5 separate regions of the Mus musculus genome follow, and all the other regions are linked to region 2. Evidence: chromatin contacts called from public HiCAR-type and promoter capture Hi-C data. All regions are on one chromosome and are shown on one strand. Each heading gives the region's core, a stretch centred on a gene start, on an enhancer-like site or on the middle of the called end of the contact. The rest is flanking DNA. Distances are from core to core; before and after follow the strand shown. Region 1 holds the start of Ubfd1 (ubiquitin family domain containing 1). Region 2 holds the start of Zkscan2 (zinc finger with KRAB and SCAN domains 2). Region 3 has its middle 11 kb from the start of Ern2. Region 4 has its middle 250 kb from the start of Gm30501. Region 5 holds the start of Dctn5 (dynactin 5).

Region 1 (4,735 bases), core at 2,192-4,691, 1.4 Mb after region 2:
AGGGAGTGGAGTCTCATTAGGTCGTGCTATGCCTCGTAACCAGTGGCATCACCAAAGCAAAGCAGCACAGACTGGAGTACAGTTTGAGTCATACCTTGTAAGGACCTTTGGGAGCACTGTCCCTGCACTGTGATGAGCAGCTCTAAGCCTGCTGACCCACCATTAGTAACCTAAAACCCATATTTACAAGGCAGGTTATACACTAAGGATTTGACAGAGGACAGTTCTCACATTTTCTTCATAGGTATGTCAGGGGAAGATAGAAAATACCAATGACGTCAACAAATTACAGGAAATTTGGATTCCATATGTAGGGATTAAAATGGTTCATACAAATAATTACTTTTAGATCATAATTCATCTTTTCAACATACAGCGACTCTGCTTTGCAGTAGAGCATGTGTTATGATTGACAAGGTCACAGGCTCAATCCCTAGCACCAAGTACAACACAAACAAATACCCCGAGGAAAGCTGTTTTGAAATCAAAGTTTCAGAGATTCCGTAAAGATAACACAGTTTTCGAATGCTACACAATATTCTCTATGGTATCTAGGGTAGCCACTTGTCACTAAACATATTTCTTTCAAACACATTCGTGTTTCCATCAAAAAACATTAATATAGTATAACTATTCCCACAATTCTGTTTCAATTTTACTGCCAAATTTGTAAAAAAAAGACTTTTTGGGTTACAAAGTAAACATGGGTGTGTAAAGGAAAACCATCTTTCTTTCTCCCAGTGCTGGCAATGCGCCTTTAGTGTCAACTGTCCCTCAAATGCTGGTTCAAGTGAGACCTACTCTGTTGAAGATACAGAGTAAATAAAAAGTTCGTAATAGACTGGAGCAGCTCAGTGCAGGCTTCTTATCTACTACCAAGAGTAAGACTCTAGCTTCAATCCTCTGTACTGTACACACACACACACACACACACACACACACACACACAATAAACAGGCATGATGGCACATGACCATAAACTCAGACCTAGGGAGTTAGAGACAAGAGGATTGTTAAAAATTCCAGGCCAGCCATTCTCCAAATCATGTTTCAGGCCAGTCAGGGATAAAGAGTAAAACCCTGTGCCTCAAAAAACAAGCACACAAAAATGAGCAGGAGAGATAATACAAAAACTCAGACTCCTTCATGAAGAAGGACCACTATTAATACAAAACAAAACAAGTGTCAGTATCATTTGCTTCAGCTTGGTTTGACTTCCTGAAATGGTCAGTTTTAGGGGAACCTCTAAAATCTGTCCACTTCCATACCTTTCCAGAATTGGATTTTCTGAACTTGACAAGACACACAGACACAGAAATCAAATGGGAGCAGTTAGAAGGAACAAGGGCTTAATTCCAATACTGGTCATATTCTCTGGCACTACTAAGAGAAACCCACTTGTGACTTCCTTTGCTAACTCGCTAGAGTCTCCCTTTACAAAGGCCTTATCCTAACGCGGGAAGTCTAAGCACACTGACCCACCAGATGACAAAGATGCATATTTCAGGTAGCTGTCAACTCCACTCTGCTGCACCCAACTGCTCCATACATTTCCATCATGGGCCCTGTCCAGAAAGGAGCTTATTCTAGGGAGACTGTAACCAGTCTCTACATTCCCAGGACCACAAGCAGATGCCGAATGGTCTCACCTTCTGCCTGCAGAGGGGCTCCTTCTTGTTTTCTTCAGCCTTTGCATCCTGCTGGGCAGCATCTTTCGGGGTGTTTACTGCTAAAACATCATTTATAGTAGAACCAACCACCATGATCTTGGCCCCACTGGTCACTTTTATTTCTCTCAAAGTCTTGTCTTCAGGAACAAGTCCTTTATACATGACCTTCTGCATGGCAGGTGGGAGACCTTGACAAAAAGTGGAAAGGAATAAGCAGGAAATGCGTGGACCATCCCCCTTCTATAACAAAACAGGAAGTGAATACTGGTCCATCAACTATCAGCTTTGTGAACTTGAAGGAGTTCAGAACACCAGGACTATTTGATTGGTAAAACTTGGTCCTTCTACATGAATGTAAGGTATTTAGAATTGTTTGATGTCTAGGTATCATTGTTTCCAAGTTATAACTCTATCTTCTATCCACTTAAATACTGAAAATTCCCAAGTGTAGGAGATACAGAAAGCCAATAAGCTTTTTACCCGATACATGGAGAAAGCTTTAAGGAAAGTATTTCAAGTAGCAAACCAAAACAAATAAAACGGCCATGTATGAATATTTATAAAGGGCCATTAGGACAGTTGATAACACTGTTTCATGAACTTCCCTTATGAAACTGATCTGTCTGCTGAAAATAAATCCGTGGCTAAATACTGGACCTGTTCAGAATCTCCTGTAAAGTTCATAAATACCGCGCCTAGCAATGACAGTCCAACATTAGTTAGAAGGGTGAGCCTTAATACTCAAGATTCAGGCTTGCATCTCACTCCACCACTTGGTGGTACCACTATCATTCTGGGCCTAATTTTCCCTCTCTGATTACTAATGGACATACAAGTACTGATTTCAGAAAACTGCAGTGAGGATAGCGGGAGTCTAGGCGCAAGAAAATCGCTAACAGTTTAGCACGACGTAAGCATCAAGAGCTAGAAGGTAGGTCGTGGGTAGAAGCAGTCGGGTGTCAGCTCCTCGAATACCTGTAATGGAGTGAATCTTCTGCTTTAGCTCGGACCCCGTGCTGTCCAGAGGGACCTTCACGTCGTGTTTGGTCTTGTTCCAGATTATCTTCAGATCCACCAGCTCCTTGCCCACACCGCCGCCCGCGTCCTCGCCGTTGCTGACCGAGGCCTGGGCCGCAGGGTCCCCAGGGGGCTGGGCCGGGGCCGGCTGCAGGTTGCCTCGCGCGTCGCAGGAGTCCTCCGCCGCTGCCCCTACGGCTGCTTCGGCCTCCACGCAGTTGAGGGGCCGTGCGGGCGCCTCGGTGGCCACAGCCTCGGCCTCCGTGTCCATGCCTGGCTCCTCCATGCCTGCAAAGGGGTTAGGGGGGTGGGTGCTCGCCACGAGCCCGGCCTGCGACGAGAACGGGCCCGGGCACCGTCGTTGCCGCGCCACGCTCCTCCCTCCGGGGCCAGGCCCGGTCCCACGACCCCGGCAGCGTCCGCAAGCTCTTCAGCCGCCGACCGACCGCCTTCCCCGCCACACTCACCATCCGGGGCTCCGGCCGCCGCCATGATGATTGTGTACAACACCCACCACGACCGCAGGGGCCGCCGGGAAGAAGCGAGCTGGCGGAGATTGGCCCCCGCACCAGCCCCTAATTTCACACAGGCTGGCCGGAAACAGGTGGAGGTTTCTATGGAGACCCGCCTCCTCCGCTTCCCGGGCCGGCCCCTGCCACGCTTTAGCATTCCCGCAGCCGGAGGGGGCGGGTCTGGGAGATCGCCTGCTCGCAGCGCTCGGTCCCCGAGCGGCGGCGCATCGCCGCCCTAGTCCAGAGGGGCGTGAGCAGCCCAGATAGGCGGCTTACGCCTTTAAGTGGCAGGGCCGCGCTCGCTGTGGCGAAAGTTGATTGGTTGGAGTGATTTTTTTCCCCCCCGCCGAGCGGAAGTGACGCGCGAAGGAGCCCACGTGTGTGTTTCTAGTCCACATGGCGGCGCCCCTCAAGAGGCTTCTGCTGGCCGAGCCGCACGTGGTGGCCCTCGGGCACCGCGTGGGGCGGCGCGAGGCCAGTCTGGGCCCAGATCCCGGGGCCCCGGTGCGAGTGCGCTTCGCTCCCAGCCCCACAGGTAATCCTAACGGACGTGACGCCGCTCGCCGCAGCCCACCTTCCCGTCCCCGCCCCCGAAAGTTCCAGAAACAGTCCCTTCCGGGGTTGTCTGCGCGACCCCGTTTTAAAGAGACGGAGGTGGAGGGCTAGGATTTGAAGTGATTGAGATTGCTAGAAGTTTCCTTGTTGTATTGTCTCTGTCCTTTCTTATTGCACGCTGTGTGCAGAGCGTATAGACTTTATGCCAAGGCCTATGCGCTATAATGCAGTGGTCATTGAAAAGTCAGGGTTCTGGCTTTGAAGAAACCGACAAATCCTAGAGTCATATGTGTCCATTTTGGCAGTGAAGCGGGATAGGGCGCCCTAGAAGGTATTGCTGAAGAGGTAACATTTGAGTTGAGAACAAGTGTCAAGAAGACCCGCTTGAAGCCTAAGAGGAAACGACATGCACAAAAGCCTGAGTTTGCTGGCAGCTTAGCAAGTCAGAAGAAAACAGAGGCCCATGTATATCTTGCTAGGAATTCTGTGTCTCCTCCCTTCCCACAAATTCCCAACCTTTAGTTCAAGCCACCTTCTACCCTGTTCACACTGAGCAACCGTTCATTCTAGGTCTAGGGTCAGCAGGAAAAGATATTTCTGAGTCTCAGCTGCACAGGAAGAACGCATTACCTCCAGGCAGGCAATGTAGATTGTGGAACTTCGATATGTGGTAGAAGCCCTGGTTCATAGTTAACTGTTGTGAATCTGTTTTTAAGACTGATATAAACGAAACTGCTAGGGAGAAAATGAGTGTCTCAAAACCGAGAGAACAAAATCATCTTTCTTTTTGTTAGTCTCAGTGATGTAAAATAGCTTATCAAATGACTGCAAGTATCTAAGTATCACAGTGTCTGTGTTTACCTATGGTCAACATGAACTGGGATACTCACCTTGTTGGAAGAAGCACTTATGCAGGCATCCAAGGCCTGGCATTTTCTGCATCTATATTTTTGTCTTTGCCAATCCCTAGATGTGTTGCTT
Region 2 (4,939 bases), core at 1,051-3,550:
AGATATAATTGTGTACTTCTGAAAGACCAAAACATCTAACAATCCCCACCCCTAGCAGATAATAAAAGTGAGTCCAAATGTCTTCAGCTCCAGGTAGAACTTTAAAGAAGACAGGCTGCAACTTCTCACAGCAAAGTTGAGATTTTTGTCTTACTCTGTCTAAGTGACAGAGAAGTACAGATATCTAAGAATAATGGTTTCCTTCTGAAGCAAGATCTTAAGAGAGCAATTTCTAGACCAGGAACAAATGGAAATTTGCCACGTACCTCCCTTGACAAACTCCTGTACCAAGCCCGAGACAAAAGGGAGGAGCACTTCCAAGCAGGCATGGTTACGGGTACCTATAACCCCAGAATTCCAGTAGTAGAGGCAGAAAGATTACAAGCCAAGGCCAGCTGGCTACAGAGCCAGATTATCTCAAAAATTATTTTACATCCTATTTCATATTTCATTAAGCTAACATCCTAGTGTGTAGAATGGATGTGTTTCCCAGTTATTCCAAAGTGTGATTATACCACTGCTAGCCAGCCTCCTTTAATTAGCCTGATCTGGTAAGTCTTGATCCATTTTCCCAGTCTAGCAGCAAGAGACTAGACTAATGGCTGCACCTACAAGGAGAAATAGAACCTACCATTCCCTAGTGAGTCTTAAGAAAATTACCACTCTCTGATGTCTCCAGCTTGCATTTATTGACCTGTGTGTGGATTCACTTCTCTGCTGACAAATGTGCTCTTCTGCTCTCAAGACACAAACACTGGTGCTCAAGTAAACATAATAGTTAACTAGCAACCTTTTTAAGACAGGGCCTCGTGTGCCCAGGTTGGCCTCAAAACTTGCTTTGTAGTGAAGAACAACCCTGAACTCTTGATCCTGCTGCCTCCACCACCTCCAAAGTTCTAGGATTACAAGCATGTGCCATCACACCCAGCTCCTTCTTATCTTATACTCTCCTTCACACAGTTCATGGTAAATCTCCCTAAGTCCAACAAGCCTTCAAGTTTGTGACCTTGAGCTGCTGAGATGTGCACCTGGCTTAATACCAACAAGAGGGCCATGTACATAAAAGACCCTATTCTCATCCCATGACTCCCCATCACCTTTAGCGCTTGCACCACCCTTACTGAGGTCTCAGCGCCCTAAACTCTAAAATAGAGACAACCTCATCCTCTCTATGGGATTCTTGTGAAGGCCAGTCTTTGCTCAATCCCCACTAGAGGTCTGTCTTTTGGATCTCATCCTTAGTACTACTTCTTCCAAGAAATTCACCCAGACCTCTTACCTAAACCAAATCTTGAATGTGTTTCTCTTCTTGGAAGGATTCACCCCAGGTATACAGAACTTTATTTGTAACTACTAATGATAGGAGATCTTGTTTTGCTTATCACCTACCACCATGTCTGGTAAGAAACCAGTACTCAATAATACTATCTTTAAATGCAATTAAAACAGGCTGTGTATTGGCTCCATCTCTCCCGTGGCAGATACTAACTAGATGCACCCGCGGATTATTCCGTTCTGACCTTCCTTCAGTTTATGCCGTGCCATTTATCCTTATGGTATTCTCTATGCCGCTTCGATGCTAGAACTAGCCAAATCATGGCAAAACCTTTGAGAAATAAGTCATTGGTCTGTTTTCTAATAAGCTACCTGCCTCTGAGAATAAGAGTTGTGCTGCCCACTAACGATGCCAAGAGCCTAAAACATTGTCACAAAGTAGGCACTTACAGGACAGACATTTATGAGCCAGCAGGCTCTGAGACATCTAGCTATGAAGTTTTGCAGCAGTAGGGGAATCTAGGCCCGGTCCTATTAGGTCCCAGATAGCCCGTTGGCTACTCAGACCTCAGAGCCTTGGGTAATTAAGAGATTCCCCAAAATGAAAATAAGCCTTCTCCTGACCATACATTTGAACAGAGCTAGCCACACATCCTTCCTCAGGAGTCCTGGCTCCAACCAAGGCTCCCAGACAGTAGCAATCCATGCACAGCCAGATGCTGACTGTAATCCCTCCGCCAGTTGTCACAAAGAAGTCCCTCCACCCGCAACCCCAACACACACGCGCGCACCCCTTCCACTAAAGAAATTACTCCAGCCTCCCGCAACGTCTGCCTGGCCTGAGGCAGGACGCTAGCTCGCGTCCTGCTTCACAATCTCTGGAGGAATAGGATCAGACCTCAGCGTGTCCCTCCGCCCAGAATTTCCCTTCACCCTCATTCCTAAAGTCCCTCGGCGGCAAGTCGCGGTGCTGCGCGCTCTCGCGAGATTCCTCCACGCATGCCTTCCCGCCCCCCTCCTTGCCCGCGAGGAAGCCTCGCACGGACCCCGGTCGCGAGCGGCGCATGCGTGGCCGCGGCTCCCAGCGCCCCCCGCGCTCTGCGCTGGCGGAGCTGACAGGGCAGCGCGCCAGCCGTTCGCCGCCCCCCGCGAGGCCTAGCCTCATCCCGCAGCTTCTTCCCCTCTGGCCGAGGTTCTCGGCATCCTCGTGCGGAGGAACCCCGAGCGCTGCAGGCGCCGCTGCGAGTCCGGACATTCCTGCGCTCGCGCCCCTGGTGGGCACCTGCAGCGGCCTGGACCTGGACCAGGACCCCAGGGCTGGCCGCGCCTCGCGGACACACCCCCTCCCGATCGGCGCCTCCGCCCAGCATCAGTCCCCTGGGTCCCCTTCCAGCCTAGCTTCTAACCTAAGGTCTTTCCGACCTTGCACCTTAAAGAACCTCATGGGAGGGGGCGCATCTTGATTGGATAAGAGGCCGGGTTTGCAGACTTTGGGGTGGGTGCACATTCACCCTTTCAAGAGCCTTGTACAAATTTGATTAATCAGCCTGGAGTTCCTTGTCCCAGCTAACTGCTGTCTTTTATGTCTCTACGGTCCCATATTTCCAAGGGCATTAAGTGGAGGGCACTCGGAAGCTTCTCTGGGCCCTGACTTGGAGCTAGACCTGTTGGCCCCATTGGATCATGGCTACTGTCATGAACCCTCAGATCGACGTGGAAGTTGAGGAGTGCCTCATAATGAAAGTGGAAAAGGACTCCGAGTGGGTATCGGAGCCCATTCTGGAAAGATCAGGCAGCACTGAATGTGAGTCCTTCCGTAAATGCTTCAGGCAGTTCTGTTATGAGGATGTGACAGGACCCCATGAAGCTTTCAGTAAACTCTGGGAACTCTGCTGTCGGTGGCTGAAGCCAGAAATGCGTTCCAAGGAACAGATCCTCGAGCAGCTGGTAATCGAACAGTTTCTCACCATTCTGCCTGAGAAGATTCAGACCTGGGCGCAGAAGCAATGTCCAGAAAGCGGAGAGGAGGCGGTGGCCCTAGTAGTGCATTTGGAGAAAGAGACCAGAAGACTTCGAAAGCAGGTGAGCGAGGATTTTAAAGGGATGTGGTGGGAAAGGCAGGTGGGCAGGGCTACATTTCTGGAAGAAGAGCTCATTATAGAAATAAATGGGACTTTTAAAAGATCCGGAAACCAAATTCCCCAAAAAGCAGATTTGAAATTCATACTAAATGGAGGAGAGAATTTTGGTTGAACTATGATCTTGCAAATTAAACTAAAAGTATGGTTTGTTTGTTCTAATCCTCAGTATAATGTTTCTACCAAAACGATAGAGACAGTATTAAATAGCTAATGCCTCACAGGGTTTGGTGGGAGAGGGAGATCTCATGGATCTCCAGAGCCCTCCCTAACCCTTACCATTCCAGCAGGTGTCCTGTGAAATACTCTCTGTGCCGTGCTCCTCCGCGCTCATCCAGTTTAACGGCCAGATCATCATTTTTCTATGTCCCTGCTTGCCGGTCTGTAGTTATTCTCAGCGCCCTCTTGTTAACCGTGTGAAGTCCTCAGTGTCTGACAGGTTTACAGTCTCACCTTGCACAGGGTGTGCTCAGGAGTTGATTTTGTGATTCTTCACTTCACTAGTGTTCTGATTAGTTCTCTGTGCACCTGATATATAAGAGGACTTTGTAGTAATGACCCCTCAAAAAAATACACAAATAAAGAGCGCTCTCCTTTTCCCATATTCCCAAATGACTGTGAGCCCGCTTCCGTCCGTGGAGATCCTCTCCCCCCTCAGTTCTCCTGCCCTTTAACGTCTCTGTTGGGACTGCAATTCCTTTCCTCCGATTTTCTTTGTTGATGTTGACTTTGTTTTGCAGGTCAGTAGCCCTCTGCCTTCAGAGAAGCAAGCCCCACCTAGAACTGTGTGGGAAGTAGCTGACTTTGAGCCAGAGCAACTGGAGACCCAGCACAGGGTTGTTTCTCTGGAGGAAGCTGGAAGCCTCCACTCAGGACACCAAGAACAGCTGAACCAAAAAAGGGAACATAGGCCATTACCTAAGAATGGTAAGGACTCAGAGTACACCAGGTCAGAGACCGTGTAGTTTATACTGTATCCCTAACACTATGGCTCACTCAGTAGAGGTCCCTTCAATATCCATTTGACAAGTAAATTGAATATTTGAAGTAAATTTTTCATCTATTTCAAGAATCAGAATTATTTACTACCAAAATAAAATGGGATCATAAAGATGGAAATTATGCAAACTTAGATTGTCCAGGGAAACCTTGAATCTTATTGTTATTTTAAAATGCCCATTCAATGTTCAGTTTGTGTCTTTAGTTATGCTATATGTATGTGTGCTCTTGAAAAACTATTAAGAAATGGAAACGGGGCATTTTTATTCCAAAACTTGACTCATAAGAACAGGCATCCCAGCATGATGTATGAGAGGGATAAAAGGTGAGACTCCCAAACAAGGGACAGTGTGCTGTTGTGAATAGGTGTGGTGCCCACAGACTCATGTGTTTGAATGCTTGGCCCATAGGGAGTGGCACTGTTAGGAGGTGTGGTCTTGCTGGAGGAAGTGTGCCACTGTGGGGGGCAGGCTTTGAGGTTTCCTATGCTTAAGCTACTCTCAGTGTGGCACACAGTCTCCTCACTG
Region 3 (4,954 bases), core at 814-3,313, 1.3 Mb after region 2:
TGCTACACTCTACTGCCCCCTGCTGTAAGTAAATGATGTTACATCCTTGACCTACAGAGTACACACACGCAGTTGTAAAGGTCAGATAAGATAAATTCCAGGGCAAAGGGTTTTTTTCCTAAGGAACTACTTAGAACCTCTCTGCAGAGGGGTTGGCGGGTGAAAGAAAAAAAGGAGAGAACACATGAGTCAAGGGTAACGCTACATATTTCTAGCATATCAGATTCAAGGAAAAACAAAAACAAAACAGGAACCATTCAGAGCTAGCTGTAAGGTGCTGTGGTGGCAGGTGCTTTTAATCCCAGCTCTTGGGAGGCAGAGGCAGGTGGATCTCTGTGAGCTCGAGGCCAGCCTGGTCTACAAAGCAAGTCAAGGACACCCAGGGCTATTACACAAAGAAACCCTGCCTCACAAAACAAAACAAAAGCAAAACAAAAACAAAAACAAAAAAAAATGAGAGGGGCCTCAGCTGTTAAGGTCACTTGTTGGCTCACAACCATCTATAACTTCCAAGGTATCTGGTGCCCTCTGTACGTACAGGCAAAATTTTCATACACATAAAAATAGTTAGCCTGTAGGCCAAACTGTGAACTTGAGTCCTGGGCATGCCATAGGCCTCTCCCAGGAGTGTACTGAGAGAAAGTGGTTTCCTGGAACACAACAGGCCGCCACCCTTCTTCCTAGTAACCCAGAACTTGAAGTGCAGCCTCTTGTCAGGCATTTTAGCAAGGAAAGCTTGCTGTCAGAAGTGCTCTTGCAGCTGGGCGTGGTGGCGCGAGCCTTTAATCCCAGCACTCGGGAGGCAGAGGCTGGCAGATTTCTGAGGTCAGCCTGGTTTACAAAGTGAGTTCCAGGACAGCCAGGGCTACCCAGAGAAACCCTGTCTCGAAAAACAAAACAAAAAAGAAGTGTTCTTGCTCAACTCCAAAGAGTCCTGGATCACCGGATCTACGACACCTACAGGCCTTTCAGACCTTGACTGTTGCCTGCTGTGTCCACACACTAAGGGGTCAGCTCATTTGTTCTGTTTAGGATACACTGTAACACATGGCTAAGAGTTCACCTGTGTCAAATACTGCTTATGATGATGCCTGTCAAAAACAGGAACCCATCCAACAACGAGCCCAGGACAACCCCAGAGCATCATGCTACTTAGTCCTACAGAGAGACTGAAAAGAGGTGGTGGGGGGAATAAGACATATCCGGGGGTCTTCTCGTTGAGAAGAACTTAAGAGTGTGATAGCTCACAGTTAACCCCAGTACTTTAAGAGGATGAGGCAGCTTGAGTTACATAGTGAGACCTTGTTTCAAAAAAGTATGGGGGAATGGGGTACACTAAGTTTCCAGTCTTGGCTCTATAGTTTTGCTTCCAATTAATGTGTGGACTCTTATCTCTAGTACTCAGTTTTGGCACAGGCCTGGTACTTGGTATTATTATTATTAATTATTATTATTATTTATTGTCACCAGCATTGTTATTGTTGTGTTATTAGACAGAGTTTCTCTGTGTAGACCTGGCTGTCCTGGAACTTGCTCTGTAGACCAAGCTGACCTCCTAAGTGCTGGGATTAAAGGCGTGTGCCACTACATTCTGCCAGTTGTCAATATTTTTTATTTTGTCTGTTTGTTTTATTTTTTTTCCCCCTCTGAGGCAAGGTCTTGTTAAGGAACCCAGCCTGGTCTCCAACTCTGATACCTGAACCTGAGCCAGAAGGCTGGGGCTGTTGGAAAGTGCCACCATGCCCTGATAGTCACAATTACCAGTCACTCATAAAAAATGTATGAAAATGTGGCAGTTGGCTCTAGGCACAGGATCTACTGCACCACTGAAATATAAACAGAAAAAGTTCCCAGGCATCCCCACAAAAAAATACAACATGATCCCACAGCCTCCCACGTGCCTTGGGATCACTACCTCCAAGTCCTGTCCCTCCCTTCCTTCTCACTCCATGTCCAGGATAACCAATCTTTCTTAATCATCAGCAGCAGAGAGTCCTTAAGTCTTTCCTTCAAAAGGAATGATAAGCCTGCAGTTTGGCATGTTACCACTAGAGGCCTCCCTTGAGGCAAGATCACTAAGCTAGGTTGGAGTACTAGTCACCCACCCAACAAACGACTAGCTTTGATTAGGTGAGTAAATTACTTAATGTCTCTGAAACATGGTTTGTTCGTCTGTAGATTGAGGACGATAGAACTTCTCCTGTAAGTTAGTTAACTTATTAAGAACATAAGTCTGTGAAGAAGATGCAGAATACTTTTTCAACAATGACTGTTTTTATATGCAGAAGGTTAAAAAAAAAAAAAGACTCATAGTCTGTGACCAATGGCGCTCTGGAGGGTGTTAGTGCAGGACTGGCGGGTGTTGAAGCCTAAGAGAATGTGCTGGTTCGTTTATTAACGTGACACAAACTAGAACGGCCTGGGAAGCAGGAGCTTCACCTGAGGAATTGCCTCCATCCGGTTGGCCTGGAGGCAAGCCTGTGGGTGCTGTTTTTCTTGATTAATGATTAATATGAGAGGGCCCAGTACACTGTGGGTGGCACCACCTCTGGGTTGATGGTTCTGGATTGTGTAAGAAAGCAAATCGGTGAGCAGCATCTCTTCCTGGCTTCTGCTTCCGGTCCTGGCTTCTGCTTCCGGTCCTGGCTTCTGCTTCCGGTCCTGCCTCCAGCTTCCTGCCCAAGCCTCCCTTGATGACCTATAGCCTGTAAGGCCAAATAAGCCCTTTCTTCCCCAAGTTGCTTTTGGCCTTGCCGCTTACCACAGCAACAGAAACCAAACTAGGACACTATATTTCTCTATTTTGTTGCTGTTGTTACTAAAACACCTAAGGCTGGCTGGACAAAACAAAAACAAAAAAGAAAAACAGGTATAGGACCAGTAACACAGCAGAAGACCTGATGACCTAAGTTCAATATTCAGGACCTACCTGGTGAAACGAGAAAAGCGACTCTTACAAATTGTCCTCTGACCTCCACACGTGTGCACATAGGTGTGCCATGGCACATAGGACCACACACATACAAGTAAACAAGTAAATGTGATTATAAACTTTTTTTAAAGGGGGTGTTTATTTAACTCACAGTATTGGAGGCCACACAATATGAGGCTCTATCAGGAATCTACAATAAATGGTAGGGTGTAGCCAAGAGAAAAGATCACATCTCAAAACACAAAGCCAGATGCTGGAGTCCCACAACCCCTTCCTGGTCCTCTCTTCCTAATGACCTAAAGACTTTCCACTTGGCCCCACCTCTTAAAGGTCCATTACTCCTAACATCATCATCCTGGCCACTAAGTCTTTAAAACATGAACTCTGGGTTAACAGACCTCCAGACCATAATACTGGACATTAACAGTGTCAGCAAACAGCTCCTTCATTTGTCAGGAGCAAGACGCACATCAATGCCACGTAAATGCTTACTTTTATGTAGATTGGAAAGATGCATAAGGAAAGGATCTTCTATTGTTGATTGCTAACTTGATTGGTTGGGTTGTTTTTTGAGACAGTGTTGCAAGACATTTGATCATACCGTAAACCCCAGGATGGTATTCTGGTGTGGCTCATCCCTTATCACACACCTTTAATTCCTCTGGCTGGAATACAGACATGCCCTTAGTACACACTGTTAATCCCAAACAATAAAGGTAAAGTTAGTTTGTAGAAGAAAGCAGCCATGTTTGAAAATGACATCTAATTGAGTGACAGACAAAGTGTCGAGTCAGAGAAAGATTTGACAGAATAGGATATGCACAACTCTCTTGAGGAGGTGAAAGGGAAGCTACTTAAGAGAGCAGTGCAGGCAGAGAAAAGAGAAATGAGAGAAAAGGAGACAGTTTTACCAGGAGAGTTTTACAGAGACAGGTTTAAGAGAGAACAAACCAGACACAGAAAAAGACAGAATGAGCTAGAGAATGAAAAGGAGCCAGAAGATTAGAACAGATTGTCAGAGTTAGTTTGAGGCCCAGCAGAGCAATTCAGGGAAAGCCTAGAGAAGTCAGATTGAATCAGTCAGCTTGGAAAGGAGTCTGAGCCCAAACAGTTGAGTTGAATCAGCCAGCCAGAGCTCAGAAGAAGCAAGTCTTAGAAGCTGAAAACATTCTAGGCCTAGATTAGATTAGACGGAGGCTAGAAGCTTCCAGGACTGGGCCTAGGTTAACAGACGGAGGCAGTAAGCTTCCAAGACAACAATTGCTTCAGGTAAATAAAAGTTACTTTTACAAAACAGGTCTCACTATGTCTCCAAGCAGGGCTTTCTTTAACTTAACAATCCTCCTGCCTCAGCCTCTCAAGTGCTGTGATGACATGCATGTCCTACTACACCCAGTTTTATTTTCTATATGTGTATCACTGTGACCTTCTTCTCTTCATTCCTGTAGCAGACTCCCCGTAGCCTATTGCAAGCACTCAATGGCAAGCCAACACACTCCATTCCATATTCCTCTCTCTTTCCTCGTACCCTCTCTGTCCTCCTCCTCCCCCTCCCCCTCCTCCTCCTCCTTCTCTTTCTCCTCCTCCCCCTTCCTTTGTCTCTCCTCCCTCTTTCCCTCCTATGTGTTCTATTCTGTCTGCTTTTGGATGCCAGCTCTCATGTAGCCCAGCCAAGGGTAACTTTGAACTCCTGATACTTTTGCTTATTCTTCCCTAGTACTGAGATCCACAAACATGCACCACTATGCTGCATTTTATGAGGTGCTAGGGACTGAACCCCAGGGCTAAGCAAGCACTCTACCAACTAAACTACACACCACCCCTGCCACCCTCCTCTCTCTCTCTCTCTCTCTCTCTCTCTCTCTCTCTCTCTCTCTCTCTCTCTCTCTCTCTCTCAATTTCTAGGCAACAAACTGCTGTGGAAAGTGTTAGAGTCCAGGAGTCACTTCACAAACCACATAAACACTGATCTTAGCCAGACAGGGGTGGTTTATTGATTGAACACTCTAAGACTGATCAATC
Region 4 (4,635 bases), core at 2,130-4,629, 1.5 Mb before region 2:
GCTTGTGTCTCTAGCTGCATATGTAGCAGAAGATGGCCTAGTCGGCCATCATTGGGAAGAGAGGCTCCTTGGTCTTGCAAACTTTATATGCCCCAGTACAGGGGAGCACCAGAGCCAAGAAGCGGGAGTGGGTGGGTAGGGGAGCAGGAGGGAAGGGTATAGGGGACTTTTGGGATAGCATTTGAAATGTAAATGAGGAAAATACCTAATAAAAATTGGGGGGAAAAAGGAAGGTGGGGCTCAGCTCTTCTATGCTGCCGTATCTTGCTGGATCCTTGCGGGTACTGTTTTCCTTCAAAGGCTAAGTCCAAGTTAGGCTTTACCATGTTTGGGCCTTGCTTTCCCTTCAACTGAACTGAGGCTGGCTGCCATTTCCACAAACAGCATGGCTGAAGATGTTTGAGGGCTCAGAAAATAAGGAAAATGTGTGAACGTATAAAATATTGTGTCCTTGTGGTCCTCAGACTCCAGTCAAGTGGCTGACAGATCTGCAAGACTCATTTCTGCCCGGGGTTTTGCTGGATTCTCATGGCTGACTGAGCCTCTTCCCTCCCCGAGTCTCTGTGGATCTATCGGTCTTCCATAGCGGGGAAGATGCTTAGTGGACACTGCCCCATCCCTAGGGCTCTCTGTGATCTCTCCTCCTCCTATGCTCATATGCTTCCCGGGGTCCAGGATCCTTCCCTGTTGACAGGAAGCTTTTGCTTTGGTTCAGTGTATTGTTCTTAGAGTATGGCTTCTGCAGTTGCTGCGGGCTTATCACCTGACCCTTGGCAGGAATACAGATGCCCAGGCCTATTCAGTAATGAGCAAGCATGAAAAAGCTTTGCAGGAGATGCTGATGCTCACTGGAGCCTGATGATCGGTGGCATAAAGAAGCCACTCCAGCCAGTGGGAGGAGAGCACACTGTGCTGTTCTGTGAGGGTTGTGGGAGGTGGTCACAGGCCTGGAAAGAGCAGCTGTATCCTCAGGGACCCATCCCTGCCCCCCAGAATATTTAAGAAATGATGAAGGAAAAATACCAACGTTGGACTCCAAATCTGAACTTCTAGCTCACAGGTGCATCCGTCCTTAGCTCATGGCTGAGATCCTATATCCTATAACCCTGGATATTATGAAGCTGGGATTATGACTTAAGTAACATGTCAACTAAGTCTTACTTACATACTTTGGAAAATTCAAAGAATTCATCTCAAATTCTGGATTTGTAGCTAACCTCTAAAACTCAGATTATGGTGGCTTTCCTGCTTGGCTGGAGCCCACGTTGTCTAGATTCCAACTTCTTAAATACCGGGTCATACCCTTTGGCTTTCCCACTTCTGGCTCTGCTTTCCCTTCAGCTGCACAGAGGCTGGCTGTCATTTCCATAAAGAACATGGCTGGAAAATGTGTGAGCGCTGGGAAAAGAAGGAAAATGTGTGAATGCATAAAATGTTATTTTCTAATGATCTTCAGACTCCAGCCAATGTAGATAATAGAGCTGCAAGGCTCATCTTTGCCTCAATGTTCCTGGATACTCAAGGCTGGCTAGGCCTCTTCCCGCTATGGAGGACTTTGTAAATTCGTTGTTGAGTTGCAGAACTTCACTGATGCCCCAGCTCTCAATGCAGCATGTGCATTTTACACTGGCCATGCTGTAAGCACAGGTTAGCAACTGATGCCTGGAACATATGGCTCAGATCTGACACCCATGTGTGTTATGAATTCCGTGTTCATACTGTACACATAAAATTTTCTGCTATTAAATATATTGGTTTAATCACTCAAACAAAGGCCTAGAATATTTTTCTTCCATCATTCTTTGGCATCAAAGTATCAAAATGTTGCCTTTTAGATTGTATTGTGTTAAAATCTTTGATGGAAAAAAAACTTGTTTGAGTTGCTGAAAAATTTCATAAGGAAAATCATTTAATGAAATTTTGGATAGGAAAGAATTTCCAACAATCTCTAAAGTAGCCCTGAACATTCTCCAATTTTTGGACTACACAAGTATGTAAAGTAGCTTTCTTTGAATTGAAGACTACAAAGTCAAGAGACTGACCAATGTTGAGGAAGCTTTGTGTCCTGCAATATCAAATTTTCAGCTAAAACTTAATTAATTATGTAAAATATACATACCCATTTCATTAGATACAAGTTTCTTTTCATTCTTCATAAATATTAAAAATTCAATGTACACGAAATGATTGGCTTAAAATAAATTTAAACTACTTGTGATTAGTTTGTATCTGCTTCATATACCTAATTTCTCTATATATAAACCTAAAAGTTATATAATTTTTTCTTGGGAGAAATGGTGTCATATGTGGAAAGTTAAGAAGATCTGACTCAGTTTCCATTGTTCTCTGGCTGAGGATGGCTGTCAAGTGCTGTCTGAGCTTGTCCTGTTGGAAAAGATGCTTACTAAGAAGGGTCAGGGGTCAAGAAAAATGCAAAGAGATAGTTTCTTTCTCAATTAGCATACCTACACATGTGTTCTCTACACAGGAAGGGATTACACTTTGCACTTTAAAAAAGCTGTGAAAGAGGTTGCATATTTTGAAAAAAGACAAATGGTTGAAGTGAAAGAATGCTACTTAGCCTGTAATCATTACAGTGTGTGTGTGTGTGTGTGTGTGTGTGTGTTTGTGTGTACATAGACACACTTTTACAGCCATATGAGTAAATGAGTATTGTGTATCTACTTTAAAGTAAAAGTGAAGAAATAAAAGACCAGCTATATGAATGAATGTTGGAAGAAGTAAGAATAATTTTTAAAGAGTTTAGTTTTTTTTTTTTTATGGTGAGAAAAAGGTACATCCTTGACTGGAGGGGTTCAGCTGTTCCTGTATCCATCCATCACTCAAAAGCTGACCTGGATAGGATGGGGGTCAGAAGGTCCTGTGGTGACCTGGGGAGACAGGCAGCTGGACTTAGGTTGTGAGAAAAGTCCCCTCTGCTCAGGGATACTGCCACAGACACAGGGGGTCTCCCTCCCTCCTAGGCAGCCCCAACTCCACCCACTTTTGGTTCTATTCTCTTTCTTTAAGTTAGGGGAGTAAACTGATAATTAAGCAATTAAACATCAAAGAGAGGCTCTGACAGTCCTGGAACTTGTTCAAAATGACCCAGTAAGGAAGCTATTGTGAAGATAAAGGCCTGCCAAGCTGAGGCCACCTTGTAGTGGGTGCTCAGGTCCCAGGAGGCTAAGACTCCTCATGGCCCAGGGCAGGTGTCAGGGTTGCTCTAGAGTGGCTGCATGAACAAGTCCAACTGTCCCCTGACCTTCCTGGGCTTGGTTTCCTAGATCCAGCATCTTCACAGTTGCCAGAGTATGCTAGCATGGAGACATGAATCTCAGGATGATGTGTGAACAATTATATCTAGTGGGGAGGAGGCTTGGGCTGTGCTGGCGGGCTCCCAAATCTCTTCCTGCTGTGTCATTTGTTATCAAAGCATGAGGATCATAGATGCTTAAAGTGGCTAAGTCAGTAAAAGCACCATTAAAAATTCTGAATCAAATACCTGTTTGCTAGAAACATTTTGTAGACCAAGAATACCTTAGCACAGGAAACAAACGTGCATTCTGGTCATGGGAAGTTTCATTTTCTAGTCAGAGGTGACAAAGCATAAACAACTTAATAACTAAAGTGCCCAGCATGCCAGAAGGTAACTCCCACTTTGCAGAAGAGCAGGGCAGAGCAGGGATACAGGTGATGGAGGCTGTGACGCCTGACAGGGAGTAAGAAGAAACTGCAGCATTGAGGAAACCAGGTTTGTGAAGATTCCCACGCCACCTCCATCCTCCAGCAAAGCCCTTCTTAGCCTCCTTCCCGCTGCCTGACGTTTGTGCAATAGTTTCTCTGTTTCCTGATGGTCTCCTTCCCATGTACCTACAGCATCTGTGCCAAACCGCGCACACCACTCACCTGATCCGAATCCCAAGGTGACCCCATGTGTTGAATGGACTAGGAATGGGATGAGGATTGGGGAGTTGGCGGGGAGGGGGTGGTGGTAGACCAGACAGAATAGGCGATGGATCTAAAGGGACATCTCCCCACAGCACCACTCAGGAAGCATGGAGAAATGTGGGCAGACTATTGCTAAACGCAAGATATTGTTAAATGAGTTTTGAAAGACAGGCGGGTAAAATCTTGCTTTTAAATTGACAGTCAAAGAAAATAATTTTAAATATTAACAGGCCAAATCAAACGTGTCTGTGGGTCAAATTTCTGCCTCTAGGGTCACTCGTTTGCTAGTGAGGGGTGGAGCATAAAACATCACCTCTTTACCAGAGCCTCTTCCTGTCTGCACAGACTTAACCTCCGAACCACCTCTGCATTGGCTCAGCACCACACAGATTCTGGGGTTCAGATCCAGTGAATTCTTGTTTCTCAGACCCAGCACTTCCAGCCCACTGGTTGTTTCTTCTATTCTGTAAAATGGTAAACTCCTATTCCTACCAGACCCAGCTAGAGTTGCCGTCCTTGAGATTCTTTCCTTTCCTCCCAGGCAGAGATGATTACACCTAGTGACTTATAAAATCTTTACACAATGGAGTACTACTCAGCTATTAAAAAGAATGAATTTATGAAATACCTAGGCAAATGGTTAGACCTGGAGGGCATCATCCTGAGTGCGGTAACACAATCACA
Region 5 (5,042 bases), core at 1,372-3,871, 1.4 Mb after region 2:
GTATCATGAGCAGATATTGCCAGAAACTTTGGATTCACTCTGTATTTCCTTTTGAGTTAATTTTTGGTTTTACAAACTCAGAAACCTTTCATTTGTTGTCAGAGCCCTCCACATTCAGTTATGCAATGATTATACAGGGACTTGCAGTTTAAGAAACTATTGGCTACACTAGTCCTGAGAGTTCTTTAATTTTAAATTAAAAATCCAAATTTCTCAGCACTATCTGATTCTGGAATACATTCGAGAGGAAACTCCAGCTTTACCGTTTACTCAGGCTTTACTATCTGTGTTCGGTTGTCTGTTTCTTGTAGGGACTTTTCTTCCTGACAGCCAACAATGAACACCCAGAGAGAGGTTCATTACTGTGAGCGCTTATGCAGCGCCCCCAAATGGCCAGATCTTCTCATTACACATCTAAACACATGGTCATGGGCAACATCACCAGAACAGGATGGAGCCTAGGATTGCAAACAGGTAATTAAGTCACATACCCTTTGCTGAATTTTTTGAACGGTGGCCTTATGACACTACGGCTTTTCACGACACAGTGACGTCCAACTCTTACATTTGCCAGGTCTCCTCGGATGATACAGTCATTCATTATAATGGTCTATAAAGCAAAACACGTGTAAAAAATACCAGTTAAGTCCATGTCCCTGAATTCTGTTTTAAAGTACTTAAGATACTGCCTCTTCATGAGTTTTGTGTCTAGTAGTCCTAGGCACAATACAGCACAGAGAACAATCTGCCACTGCATTCTGTTCAGACATAAAAGATTTCTGGCCCTTCCCTCCACCACCACCATGTTCTTACTCATAATATTTAATGCAATGTAAATCCTATTTAAATAAAATACTGAAGAAAATGACAGAAGTGTTCACGTTCTGTTTAGAAGAAATTCCTCCCCTCTCTTCTCCCTCTGTCTAGCTGCCCTGTGTCTCCTGTGCTCTCTCCTGTTATATTTCACGTGTTACTGCCCTCCCCACCCTCTTCCTTAAAGCTTCTTTATTCCCCATCTAATGGGCCGCTCTCTAATTTTTTTGGCTTCTCCTCCCTGATCGTCTTTGTGCATTCAATAAATCTAATTTGGAGAAAAAAATGAAAACAAAGAAAGAGGGGTTAGAGAGATGGCTCAGCGGTTAAGAGCACTGGCTGCTCTTTCAGAGGTCTGAGTTCAATTCCCAGCAACCACATGGTGGCTCAAAACCATCTGTAATGGGATCTAATGCCCTCTTCTGGTGTGTCTGAAGACAGTGACAATGTGTTCATATATACATAAAATAAATAAATGTTTAAAAAAACAAAAACAAAGAGAGAGAACTGGAAATGACAAATTGGAGACAGCACTATCCCATATACCCTGCTGATACAGTGACTAGCTGAAGGCATAAGGGTAACCTCCTGAAGCTGCCTGTGCCCTTTACCTTGCCATTGAGGACGATGTTCTGGCTTCCACACAAAACAGACTGGCGACTAACTTTGTTCCCAGATGCCTAAAAGCAAACAGAAATCTGGAGTGAAAAAACAGAGGATTTCTGGACTACAGTTTCCATCATGAAAGCTCACATTGAGGAGAAAATTACTTCAAATGAAGGGCAGTCTAAAAATGAATGAGGCCTGAATGTATACTGCACCCCTACTGTCCCAGCTCTGGGTGGGGTGACTGTGAATTTGGGGTTAGACTAAACTATGAAGTGAGACTCCATCACCAAACAAACAAACAAAAACAAACTGGAGAAGGAATGCACTGGGGGGGGGGGGGGAAGGCTGTGGGCACGGCTCCGTGATAAGAGCACTCAGGAACTGAATCCAATCTATCAAAAGAGCAAGGGTAGATCAGGAACTGAGAGCTCAAGAAATGAATTCAGGATCGGTATCTAATGAGCGGTCTAATGACTGATGTGCATTCAGACCCCACTTCCATATTACGGTTTCATAGCCTTCAGTGAGGAAAATTACTTTTCCATGATCACAGACACACAGAAAAAATAATGATAGTAACCCTAACGGGGGCAGTTTACATATGTTGTATTATGAGTTGACGAATAGAAACAATAACGTCTTAGCACGTAAGCAGACTGTGAAATATTATTTTTAAAAAGGGCCCGGAGTCTGAAAATGTAATTTATATACAGAATGAATAGGCTGTACTGTGTATTCCTCTGGAAGACATTATTTAACAGGAAACTCAGGCGTGTGTATATGCACACACATAGATATATATGCATAGAAACTCTCCCACATCCACACTTTCCTCCCCCGCTACACAGCACACCCACACACACGAGATGAAGGAGAAGAGAGCCTAATGCATGCATGCACCGACTAAATAACAATCAGATGAAACACGAAGCATCTCTAAGTCATCCAAGGAAGGGACTGAGGGAACGGGAACCAGTGCAGCCGGGACGGGAGGGGCGACCGTCCAGTCCTCGAGGGTCCCGTGACTGCCAGCGGCGGCAGGGTCGCCACACGCGCACCGTCTCGATGTACTCCGACTTGTTGTACAGCAGTTCGCCCAACTCCATGGCTTCCCCCTCTCTGAACCTCAGGATCCTGTCAGTAGCTCAGGCAGACGGTGATTCCAGCTACTTCCGGTTGATCGGCCACTTCCGCTATCCCCGCCCTGGACTCTCATTCGACTCTCCTCTAGTCAAGCCTGCTCGATCGCTCGGCAGTCTCCAGCTGCGCGTGCGCAGAGCGAACAGAGGTTTTAATTGGCCAGAGCGGCTAGCGCGCGGAACCTGTGTGGCTCGGCAGGAACATAGTGGGGGTGAACTAGGTCCCCGTTCTTCCCAGGGGTTCCTCTTGGCCCTAGGAAGCCCTGGCTGGGTCCCCGTGACCACAGGCCCGAGGCTGGAGACGGCTGCTCCTTGCGTTCGGCTTCCAACCCGATGGAAGAGCTTTCCGGGAAGCCCCTCAGCTATGCGGAGAAGGAAAAGGTGCCCGGGTTGCGGGAAGGGTGACCCAGGGCTTTAGGCTGGGTTTTCAAACCTAGTTCCTGTATCCGAGGCAGTGTCCTCCTACCTACAGCCTCCACGAGAAGTCACTGAGACGAGCGCGCTGCTCGGGTGGCGAAGCTTAAAATGCAGACGAGCCAAACCCATCTTCTAGTGGCACTGCATAAATATTAGGTGTAAAACTACATATAGGTAAACCTAGAGGCCCTCTTCTCTCCCACTCCACTCCGGCCCCGTCACATAAATCTTTCACGTCACGTCAACAGCCTTATATATATACATTTTCGTGTTTGTCTGTTAGGGCTTGACCTCCAAAATAGGTTTACATTGGAGAAGGGGATGGTTATAACGTGTACTCTGGTTGGTTCTGCAGCTGGTGTTCTCCATGTTTAAGACCCACGTTGGAACAAGATGAGGGGAAGAAAATAATATAAATATTACATATAATGAACAGGTGTTGTGTGTGTGCATACAAATTTAGTGTAGTAGTTAGAAGGAGCTCTCATTTCTTTCAGGCTCAGAATATTATTCTCCTGCAAGACTTAAATATTACTTCCATGTTCTTGTGCTTTCTGTGCAAAATTAGAATTCACATTAATTTGTCTTCCTATCCTGTCTTACCTTCTAAGGGTGGTAAAGATCATTTACAAATAAACAAGATAACTCCTACTTACTGATAAGATTGAGGACAAGATAACAGGTTAAGATCAGAATTACTCATGTTGTGGTGGCCCATGACCATAATTTGGTTGCTACTTAATAACTGCAGTTTGCTGCTATTATGAATCAAAATATATATGATATGAAACCTCTGTGTGTGTGGGGGGGGTGTTAAATGGAGCAGTTATAAATGGCAGCATCCTGGAGGAACTGCTTATTCTCTGTTCAGTTTGCATATCTCAAAGGAGGATGATTATATAATAGAATCTATTTGTTAGGGTTATTGTGAGTGCTAATTGAGTCATTGGACATTAAAGTCACAAAATTCCCTAGGACTAACTGAAGCACATTATGAAAGTATCTGCCATTTTTATTATTATGTGTCTGAGAATGGATGGGGACTAAAGTGACTTTAGCACAGAAGTGCTGGAGTCCCACAAAAGTGCTGGGGAATGAGGTGGGGAAAGTGCTTAAGAAAAGTTTAAGTTGTTAGTAACTTTTTTTCTTAATTTTTAATGACCAAAACAAAAACATACCTAAAAGTGAAGCCTCTGGAAAACCCACTTGCACTTCCCTGTCTTGTATCACTCCTCACACTTGACATTGGCTTCCTGCCTGGCCTTGTGTTTCAAAGCTGGGTCTCTGAATGCATCCTTGTTGACAACAGTTTTGCCCAAGGGGATATCCAGACTCCCTTGTGGGCATGAGGTGGTTATAGTTATAAACTTTCACAGAGGACTTTATCTTGGATTGCTTGGCAATTTTCTTCTAGCCTGTGGCAGCTGTCTCTTTTGGGGGATAGCAGTCAATTCTAGCCACTAGGGCATGGCTGTAAGGGCGGTCTGAGGTGCCATCATCAATCAGTGTTCTTCATGATACGGTTTTGCATCCAGAGTATTGTCCAGCTAGGACTAGCACCACTTTCCTGGGTTTCATGAACTTGCCCATTTCAACAGCAGTCAGCCTGCACCCAGCAGAAAAGAAGGACCTTTTAGTAACTTTCATTGTAGCTTTTTTGATGCTTTTGGTTTGTGGAGTTGTTCTTAAGAAAGGATCTCTTAGCCAGGCATGGTGGCACGCGCCTTTAATCCCAGAACTCGGGAGGCAGAGGCAGGCGGATTTCTGAGTTCGGGGCCAGCCTGGTCTACAAAGTGAGTTCCAGAACAGCCAGGGCTACAGAGAAACCTTGTCTCAAAAAACCAAAAAAAAAAAAAAGAAAAGAAAAAAAGGATCTCGTATCGCAAGCTAGTCTTGGACTTACTATGTCTAAAGGATGAATATAGGGGTCCTAAATGGTGGAAAGACAAGGGGGGCACTTCTGCTAAGGGAACATTTCAACCACAGATGCTAAGGAGACAAAGAGAATCTAAACTTTCAGGAACTAGTAATTTGGCATAGCCTAAATTAACTTATTTGCAAAAG

What was found. Promoter capture Hi-C pulls out the DNA fragments that hold promoters and counts their contacts. HiCAR-type assays count read pairs that join an accessible place to other places.
Region 1: a HiCAR-type map of astrocytes shows a contact between it and region 2, with 2.8 times the contacts expected there. The contact joins the promoter of Ubfd1 here to the promoter of Zkscan2 in region 2. A contact is called at or near these places in 2 of 39 promoter capture datasets (hippocampal neurons and liver) and 1 of 115 datasets of contacts at active chromatin or transcription factors (astrocytes).
Region 3: a contact with region 2 is called in a promoter capture Hi-C map of liver, with 3 times the contacts expected there. The contact joins the enhancer-like site here to the promoter of Zkscan2 in region 2. A contact is called at or near these places in 7 of 39 promoter capture datasets (the 3T3-L1 cell line, the C10 cell line, the HPC-7 cell line and 3 more) and 1 of 115 datasets of contacts at active chromatin or transcription factors (astrocytes).
Region 4: a contact with region 2 is called in a promoter capture Hi-C map of second pharyngeal arch cranial neural crest, with 5 times the contacts expected there. The contact joins the enhancer-like site here to the promoter of Zkscan2 in region 2. A contact is called at or near these places in 9 of 39 promoter capture datasets (the 3T3-L1 cell line, 3T3-L1-derived adipocytes, cranial neural crest and 5 more) and 2 of 115 datasets of contacts at active chromatin or transcription factors (astrocytes and embryonic forebrain).
Region 5: a HiCAR-type map of astrocytes shows a contact between it and region 2, with 4 times the contacts expected there. The contact joins the promoter of Dctn5 here to the promoter of Zkscan2 in region 2.

The regions. Positions count from the first base shown.
Region 1 is chr7:122,065,904-122,070,638 of GRCm38.p6, reverse strand. It overlaps Ubfd1 (ubiquitin family domain containing 1), which reads right to left and starts at 3,441. Exons shown (of 7, transcript NM_138589.2): 1 at 3,155-3,441; 2 at 2,646-2,975; 3 at 1,650-1,858. The coding sequence starts at 3,356. Ears2 (glutamyl-tRNA synthetase 2, mitochondrial) reads left to right here and starts at 3,553. Exons shown (of 9, transcript NM_026140.3): 1 at 3,553-3,734. The coding sequence starts at 3,596.
Region 2 is chr7:123,497,987-123,502,925 of GRCm38.p6, reverse strand. It overlaps Zkscan2 (zinc finger with KRAB and SCAN domains 2), which reads left to right and starts at 2,300. Exons shown (of 7, transcript NM_001081329.2): 1 at 2,300-3,357; 2 at 4,154-4,340. The coding sequence starts at 2,959.
Region 3 is chr7:122,194,595-122,199,548 of GRCm38.p6, reverse strand. No RefSeq gene overlaps it. Among named protein-coding and RNA genes, the nearest start is that of Ern2, 11 kb to the right of the region's middle. Within about 2 kb of position 2,063, at least 11 of the 459 cell types and tissues checked have an H3K27ac peak or open chromatin away from gene starts, as enhancers often do. A contact at or near this core is called in liver, where this site is marked.
Region 4 is chr7:124,958,640-124,963,274 of GRCm38.p6, reverse strand. No RefSeq gene overlaps it. Among named protein-coding and RNA genes, the nearest start is that of Gm30501, 250 kb to the left of the region's middle. Within about 2 kb of position 3,379, at least 1 of the 459 cell types and tissues checked has an H3K27ac peak or open chromatin away from gene starts, as enhancers often do. A contact at or near this core is called in second pharyngeal arch cranial neural crest, where this site is marked.
Region 5 is chr7:122,130,620-122,135,661 of GRCm38.p6, reverse strand. It overlaps Dctn5 (dynactin 5), which reads right to left and starts at 2,621. Exons shown (of 6, transcript NM_021608.3): 1 at 2,481-2,621; 2 at 1,425-1,493; 3 at 492-610. The coding sequence starts at 2,528. It overlaps Palb2 (partner and localizer of BRCA2), which reads left to right and starts at 2,716. Exons shown (of 13, transcript NM_001081238.2): 1 at 2,716-2,942. The coding sequence starts at 2,895.